Regions from separate parts of the Capsicum annuum genome. Here region 1 is linked to region 2. The links are chromatin contacts, called in public Hi-C maps. All regions are on one chromosome and are shown on one strand. The core of a region is the stretch at or near the end of the contact, and the rest is flanking DNA. Distances in the headings are between cores, read along the strand shown. Region 1 overlaps LOC107863339 (serine/arginine-rich splicing factor RS31). Region 2 has its middle 210 kb from the start of LOC107863338.

Region 1 (4,548 bases), core at 1,982-4,481, 220 kb before region 2:
GTGGCTATGTTGGATGGGATATCCAGTCTGCTCATTTGGTTCAACAGCAGAAGTCTGTTGAGTTTGGTGGGGTATTAGGATATTTTTACCAAAAAAAGTGTATTTTTTAAAGTGTAGACCCCCATACTCAACCGATTCTTTGGCGCAGGATAACATTGCAATGTCCATACCCATTGCTGATGGATGGTGTCTATTGCGTTTCCTGATTGTTTCGAGAAGAACTCTCTGATCCATCATGTCATCACAATCACATATTATCTTCAGTTACTATTTCCCTCTATTCCTCGTGAATTTTGCCTTGCCTTCACTTTCAGACTTGTCACAATGCCGACCTCGAAGCTGAGGCAGCAGTTTAAAATGGAGAAGGCACTCTTTTACATTATCCCATCATGTGATATCCACTTTTCCCTGGCATCTTTAGTCCACTACTGAAGGTCTGTTGCTGATTTTAATGGTCAGAGTTTCTATATTTGACAGAGTGATTGTAATGCGATGAAATATTAGATGGTTTGCACATCTTCTAGATAGAGTTATTTTTCCTTAATTATAAAAAAAAGAGGAGGTTATCTTTCCTTTTCTTATTGAGCATTTAAGAGTAGTGGAATCCGTTGTTTGAGGATTCTTGTTATCACCAACTGAGTTTTTGTTTAATCTTCAGTTTATTTCTTGGATCAAACTTCAGGTTTTGCTTTTGTTTATATGGATGATGAAAGAGATGCAGAGGATGCTATTCGGGGGCTTGACCGAATAGAATTTGGCAGAAAGGGTCGGAGGCTTCGTGTTGAGTGGTCAAAGGTAATCCATTTTTGTGCCTTCAACCCCCACCCCCACCCCAACCCCAACCCCAACCCCAAACCACATGTTTATGCTGTGTTTTTCGCTGTGCTGCAGGAAGAACGAGGCAGGAAGCCTGAGGGTTCTAGTAAATCTTCATCAAGTGTCAGAGTTTGCAAGACGTTGTTTGTCATAAATTTTGATCCATATAATACTAGGACAAGGGATCTGGAAAGGCACTTTGATCCATATGGAAAAATACTCAATACAAGGATCCGGAGGAATTTTGCATTTATTCAATTTGAGACACAGGAGGATGCCACTAGAGCCCTGGATGCAACGAATATGAGGTATATGCTTTCATAAATTTTCGTTGGAATTGGGCATGTAGTTTCCAAATTTCCACATTAATTTGACCTAACCTTTCGTTTGATTGCTTGTTACATGTTTAAATGCAGTAAGCTGATGGACCGAGTTATCACAGTGGAGTATGCAATCAAAGATGATGATGATAGGAAAGATGGATATGGTCCTGGTAAAACCTATGATCGATCACCTAGGAGAGGTTATGACCGAAGCCGATCTCATAGTCCTTATGGAAGAGACAGGCGGAGTCCAGACTATGGTCGTGGTCGAGATCGTCCAAGTCCAGACTATGGTCGTGGCCGAGATCGGCTAAGTCCTGAATATGGCCGTGGTCGAGATGGGCCAAGTCCTGACTTTGGTCGTGGTAGAGATCAGCTAAGTCCTGGTTATGGTCGTGGCCCTAGTCGAAGTCCTAATCATAGGGAAAGGAATTCTGAGTATGGCCGTGGTAATAGTCCAGCTGTAGAAAAGGAGAGAAAGCCTGGTCATGGCAATGTCTGTAGCCCTAGCCTTCGCAGGGAGAGAACAAATCCAGGAAATGGCCTTATGAGCAGCAGCCCTTTGAAAAGCAGAAGTCCTGGTTATGGCAATAAACCCAGTCCTAGTCCTCAAAGGGAGAGAAGCGAGAAATATAGCCCAAATGCTTATAATCGTGGCAGCAGCCCAAGTCCTAAACTTGAACCAGTAGGAAGCCCTGCACGTGATGGGAGGGGAAGTTCAGAGCGATACAGGAGGTTTGCACCTTACTAGTTTACTTGCCTTTTGTGTGGCCTTCCTTTTTGGCGTCTCTGTGCTCCGTTGCCTGTTCTAAATTATGATATTGTCCTAATAAGTGTTGTACTTCAATCATTTTGCTGGTGATGCAGTCGTTCACCTCCAGCTCGGGAAAGATCGCGCTCCTAATTTGCTTGAAGCTGTTTTGATCCTAGGAGTAATGTCTGTAGGATGGTTATGTTGAAAGTGGTGCTTGTAGAATTACACCTTGAAGATGCTAGAGCATCAAAGTAGCATGTGGGTTTCAGAACCATTGTAATATACCTTGGAAAATTGATTTTGCTCTTGGAAGTGATTTAGAACTGCTACCTTGTATTATTTTTTTTCTGTTTACTTCATACTCTGTTCTCCATTTGATACTTATCTGGTAAGACACTTGGGCCTCATCATTCTTAGCTGGCATCATCAACAGTTTTTGTTGTCCCCCCTCTTCAGTGATGATTAATTAGTAAAGTTTTCATGTAAAACAAATCATTATTCGTATTAGTTAAATATGGGTGTTTAATTTTTAGAAAATTCTTTGTTTATTACAAGTCAAATGGTCGAGTGTAGAATGACTAGTTTTGTTGGAGCAGAATGAATCTAGAGGACTCATGTAATAGTTTGACATTGATCCACAAAGTTAGTTGTTTGATGAGACTATTGTATTTTTGTATGTCGATATCAATACTCATGCTAGCGGTAGTCAGTCACATGTAGAGGAGCCTACTTTGTTTATGTACTCTATTTGCAGAATGAGAGTTGTCTTTGTCTCATACAACTTAGTGTTTATCGACTAATCGTTCTATGAATCTCTCTTAGGTCTCATCTCTGCATTTTTAGGTGCCAAAGATCTTCAAGTCAGAAAAGGAGAAACACAACAGTACGGTAGCATTTCGGGAGCAATATGATGGAAATGTTACATATTGGTGAACATGGTGCACTGGTACTACACCTTTGATATAATTGCTTCAGACTTGCTAGTCTTGCTTCCTGGATATTTTTTCATGTATGGACCAACAAGTGTGGTCCTTAAATATTCTCAGTACGGACAGTTTTAATTTGGTGAGGAGTAAGAGTCGGTCTGTTATATTTGTGGCTGAATTATCATCAATTACCCTACCTTTAGCCTAGTGGGAGAATATGGAGCGTGGTCTGTTGGAATGTCTGAAGCAAGGTTTGGCAATAACTCCCATCATTAAACCTTTAAGCAACCAAAGAAAACTTGGATCTTTAAAGGGTGATAGGACTGAAAAAATAAGATTGGCCCCCATCTACGAGGGTGTCAACCTCAAGTAATTTTCATTATGCTATTGCTTTTCTGTTTCTTCGAAGAGGACAGGCCCTGTACTTTCCGTGATTTTAGCCATCACCATCCCTATTGCAGGGCCACTATATAATGCCTTGCCGTTAGAAGTAACTAAAAATTTTAAGTACAAAGTCAAAGTTATGACATGCCAATTGATCTAGAGTGGGCTTGGTTGGTTGGAAAACAAGTTATCATGGATAACTAATTTCAGGATAAGCTATCTCCCTATTTTATTCCAATCAAACATGGGATGAACTCATCCTAAAATTAATATCTCTCGTGCCAAATGAGCCCTAAAAGAGCTGCATACCTCATATTGAGTTGTATTCAACACATTATGAGAAAAGGTTTGTCTTCACTAATTAAACGTATATTTATCGCCCAGTCGAAAGCAAATGGGGTTGGCCTATTTTATTTTGGCATCTCTTAGAAACTAGGGAAACGTCGCAGCTGACAGACAATAAATCTTGTTCCTATTATTAAGTACCTAATGAAATGTTAGACCTCAATGGTCACATTTAACCTTTGATTCAAAGATTTAATTATATTCAAATCTCCGATCTCAAGAACCAAATGAGCTGATGAAGTCAGATTAAAACGCCAACGTTGATAGGAGAGACAAAAAAGAATTCATGTTTTCATACGTAAATTGCAAGTCCCACTTGTATGGGTCAAAATTTGGATTTGAAATTTGGACGTATCAGAAGGTGACGCGTGACAATCAAAGTCTTATCAGATCCAGCTCAGCGGGAGTTAACAGTGAGTACAACCTTAAGTCATATCCAGCAAGGTGTTCTTGTCCATTGGAGATCCGAAGCAAGATGCAGGCACATCTACCTGCGAGATAGCTAGACGGGAGCGTGCTAGCGACCGGTCTAGATAAAGCCCCATCGACAACCGTTTTCGAAAAATTTGGGTTTCAATCTGGCAGTTTCACAACCATGAACGTAACGGCTCAAATATGCCAATAGGGATCATTACGAAGGGCGTAAATCGTGCAAGACGTTATTATTGAGTGTCGAGACTATAATGTAACCTTACTCTCAAGCTCTGCTTTCTCGGTGACACACTGCTAGACACAATTCCTCAAGAGACCATTTAATAAGATTTACTTGATCTGTTCTACTCATTACCTGTTAATTTGTTATTCTTATTTGTTATTTTTTATTGCGTTCATTAGCAAGTCAAGAACATTCTATTTGGTCATCATCATAATCCATGTGCCTGAATCACTAGTTTATGGATAAACACCACTAAACTAATTAAACTTGTATGGTAATTGACATAAAGTCTCACTTTCCATGTGATTGATTGCCCTAAAAAGGGAGAAGGGAAAATAAAAGTAA
Region 2 (4,391 bases), core at 192-2,691:
CTGATGCCAAAATAGATGCACCCATACGAAGGAATTCAGAATTTAAAATTTAAAATTGATATATTAACTTTAGAATAAATAGTAAAAAATAATTAAAATTCATATGCATTTTACAAATCTTTTAAGAAAAATATAAAATTTATTAAAAAATTGTTAAATTTTCGTGAACTCATAAACTTTGATATCCTCCAAGTACATAGCTTCCTACTAGATATCCACTCCCAAAGTGATAGATCTTTTGACTTGCTTCCATTATTAAACAATCTTATCCTATTAATAGGAAAAAGAGAAGTTTTCCCACAAGTTGAGGCATTGGGCCACTAATCTGGTATAACGTCAATTGGGCCACATAGAGGAAATCCTTGGGGCAAAATTCAAAAAATAAATACTTATCCTCTTAATTATGAATTTTATAGTAATAGTTTTATAATTATATAATATAATAAGTTATATTTTGTATTTTTGTAAACTGTTGCTATAAAAATATAAATACATATGATTTTTACTGCCCTTATGATCGATATGCATTTTGTATTTTTGCAAACTATTGCTACAAAAAGACAAATACATACAAATACATATGCTACAAAATGTAATTTGATAAAAGTGTTGCTATTTTTTGTAATTTAATACTTAAGTATGTTACTTTATGTATTTTTTCCAATCCCTTATTCATCAGGAAATTGCGTTTAGTGTTTTTCAAAGTGATTGGTCTTGAAATTTTTATCCCCTGATGTATATGATCTTGAATTTTTATTTTTACTAAATAAGTTATAATAGTCGTTTAAGAGGTGAAATTTTTAGTCAATTGTGTAGGTTCATTATCTTGAAATGACATGGACTAGAGTTTCTGTTAAAAAGAGGATGTATGGCTGAGGGGAGGAAAGAAACAACATATCTAAGTTCTAATTTTGACCTATAAAGTAGAGTTTCTGAGCAATTGTGCAGGTTCATTATCTTCTAATGCCATGAACATCTATCTTATGACCAAAAATTTATTAAGCTGAGACAAAAAATTAAGATCACTCTTATGGAGGTTATTCTTGTAAGACTTTTTTTTTTTTTTTTTTTTTTTATGTAAAACAAAATATCAAGATCAAACCCATTTTAGGATCCCTGATAATGACTTTCTTCTTCTAAACATCGCAAGGGCTGAATATCATGGAGACTTTCTCGTCATGGCAGCTAAGCTCTTTTTTTGTTTAATTAATTGTACGAATAATGAACATCTTATCTTTTAATTTGGACGTAGGAGACCTCTAGCCCACTTAGGTTTTGCTTCATAGCATTATTATAGTAGTATTTAAATGTTAAATCTTCCTAGATACCTGCAGGATTAGAGACAAAATCATGAGTGGATTTCGTACCATTGTGAATATTTAAGATTTGGTTGGGATTCGATGAAGTTCAAGAAATAGTTCAGATGTTACTCCTTCACCTTCTTTAAATTTCTCAATTCCACATAATACGGAGAAACTGGGGAATAAAACTTAAAAAAAGAAAAGAAAAAAAAGGAGTAAACTACACAAAGCATCGATGTTTAGAAGGTAATTACTAGGTAAGACGGAAATTTCACAAACTACATAATTTGCAAGTTGGATCTAGGTAGGTCGGCGTTGTATACATGTATCTGATCAGATATGTACGCGTCTGCCTCTCTCACGCACCCCTCTCCTTACTCTCCTTTGTATATGAATGTCACAATGTATTTGAGTTTCACAATTTCATGTATTTCCGTGCTTAATAGCAATTTTGTACGATTATGTCTCGCAGAATATGAAAATATGTATCCAATACAATATCACCAGCGCATCCAAAATTAATTTCATCTAGTGTATTCGATATCCATTTCGTCTAGCGTATCAACTATCAAATATCTAGTGCATTCTGTATTAAATGCAATGTATTTGGAGCAACCCCAGATAGGTATCTATTGTATCCATGCATAGTTACATGAATCTGATTTTGTGATAATATACTCAAATTATCGTTGTTGTTTTTAATAGGCATGCAAAGTTCAAATTGGACAAGTAAACATGAATGGAGAGAGTATTTATTAGGGGTTTATTTTATTAAATTATATTGATTAATTATATTTTGAAAATCTCAGTTTGAATACTAGATATTTGATGACTAGTCTTGAAGTACCAATGGAGCTTCCATCTTTATGCAGTTGGCTACAGATTTGTAGATCTGATTTATGAGAGAAGAGATGAAGGACAGATTTGGTCCCACTGGACTTGCCAATTTGTTTCCAACATAATTTAATTCATAGATAATAAATTTTAACCACAAATAAAAATATGAAGAAACAAGAATTTTTATTGATAAACGATGGGGTACAAATCTGTTCCTCCCTTGATTCTTCAGGGCCGTCAGTAGCATATTTCTCGAATGTATGAAGATTTGAATATGAATTTCTCCGTAATTCGACGGCCGTTAGTGGTCTCGAACGTAGGAACATTTGAATTTGATCTCCGTGACGTATTTCTCGAACGTAGGAACATTTGGATTTGATCTCCGGAGGGTTTGTCTTCTTGATGTATTTGATTATCAAGAAAAGAGGGTTTTGATCTTTATGAATATCCCATGAATATGTGTTTTGATTATCAAGAAAAGAGGGTTTTGATCTTTACGAATATCCCATGAATTGGGACTTTTCAGATCTTTGATCTCTTTGTAAATATCCGTGAATTTGTGGGATACTGGAGATGCCTCTTTAAAGGATATTTGCCCCCTTTATATAGGCATAATTTAGGGTTTAGGTTGAGTAGGTATCAAGCTAGATTTAAGATAAATTAGCCCCCAAGAACTCTAAGCAAAATTGAACTCTTTTTTTAGAGTCCACAAAACTTCAATGAAGATAGGGTTTTGATCTTTATGAATATCCCATGAATTTATTGGGACTTTTCAGATCTTGGAGATGTTGAAGATGCCTCTTTGAAGGGATATTTGCCCCTTCATAAAAGCGTAATTTAGGATTTAGATAGAGTAGCCACCAAGTTAGATTTAGGGTAAAGTAGTCCCAAAAGAACTCTAACCAAAATTGAACTCTTTTTGTGGAGTCCACAAATTTTAGCTATCTACAACTAGTATTTAGTGTAGTTACTTAATTACAAGTGTAATATTGAATGAAAATAACAAATCTCATTTGATTTACTAAAATGAACAAGTAAAAAGAAAAATCTATTCTTTCTATAGTCAGACCTCTTTGTAACAGTCTGAATTGTTCCGATATTCTTTTAAATTTTTATAGTAATTGATTGTTGTACGCTGTTTACATATTATTTGACTGTTATAGGCAAAATATCCAAGAAGCTTTTCTTTTTCACATCTTAATGCTATGAAGAGATACAAAAAATAATTAAATTTGAAATCTAAAATATTTGCATATATACTTCTAAATTAAAAACTAGAGAAAGTTTATATAGTGCACCTTTGTTTTTTAAAAAAATAACTTAATGTTTCGACCCTATATCATACGAACCACTAAAAATGAAATTAATGTCTCAGATAAATACTTTAGCATGCCACATAAATATTTCAATAAAAAACTTTGGCTTTTATATGTATTTTACTCTATTTAAATAAAAGGCTTCGTATGTAGAAAACTTTAATATCAAAAGCTAACTTCGTCACACTCTGTATATCAAGAAAAATATTTTAATGATATATATATAGAGTAAATATAAACGAAGTATCAAATTATTTAGACCTGTTATTAATAATCTTAAAAATTCTATTTCTTTCAAGATGTTTACTATCACCAAAAAAAAATAAATTATTATTGCAGATGGTTAATTTTAGCAAAAACATTGTTATAAAAATATATAATTATTGTTGTTTTAGATAAAAAGGTAATATACAGAGATAGATATAACATAAAAAATTGATCTAAAAATACTGACTTATAGTAAAATAATGTTACATAAGAATGTTATTATAGAAAGATTTAACTTTATAAGGTCCAAGTTAAAAAAATAGAAAAAATAGTTGATGTCAATAGCGTAGGAAATAAATATATAAAGGACGGACAATTCATTGTATATTTTTGTGATTACATAGAGAACCAAGGTTTGAGAACACTTAGATATAAAATGCAAGAAATGTTGGGTGATCGACATAATCAATTGGGCTAGAGATTAATAAGTCATGTCTCGAGAAGAAATGACACCAGGTAGCCATTTAATGGTACTATTTAAAATATAATCTCAGTCTAGAATGTATTTAAAATCTAACACTTCGTAGTCTCTCTTTTTTCTCTCTTCATCCAACTACTTCCTCGTACCAAAATTTCTCTGCCTTGATTAAGGTTTCATTTTCCTCTTCTTCTCTATTTAGTGTAGAGTGTTTTCAAAATCCGCTATGTACATTAAATTTATATAAGTTGG

The links. Hi-C and Micro-C count contacts between places; a contact is called where the count stands out from the background.
Region 1: a contact with region 2 is called in a Hi-C map of leaf, with 3 times the contacts expected there. The contact joins two enhancer-like sites. A contact is called at or near these places in 2 of 5 Hi-C or Micro-C datasets (leaf and placenta).

What each region holds. Positions count from the first base shown.
Region 1 is chr3:206,038,209-206,042,756 of UCD10Xv1.1, reverse strand. It overlaps LOC107863339 (serine/arginine-rich splicing factor RS31), which reads left to right. Exons shown (of 6, transcript XM_016709221.2): 3 at 683-795; 4 at 892-1,124; 5 at 1,233-1,874; 6 at 2,716-2,987. The coding sequence ends at 2,785. Among protein-coding and RNA genes, the nearest start is that of LOC107863338, 13 kb to the right of the region's middle. Within about 2 kb of position 3,231, at least 4 of the 5 cell types and tissues checked have an H3K27ac peak or open chromatin away from gene starts, as enhancers often do. A contact at or near this core is called in leaf, where this site is marked.
Region 2 is chr3:205,816,376-205,820,766 of UCD10Xv1.1, reverse strand. No RefSeq gene overlaps it. Among protein-coding and RNA genes, the nearest start is that of LOC107863338, 210 kb to the left of the region's middle. Within about 2 kb of position 1,441, at least 2 of the 5 cell types and tissues checked have an H3K27ac peak or open chromatin away from gene starts, as enhancers often do. A contact at or near this core is called in leaf, where this site is marked.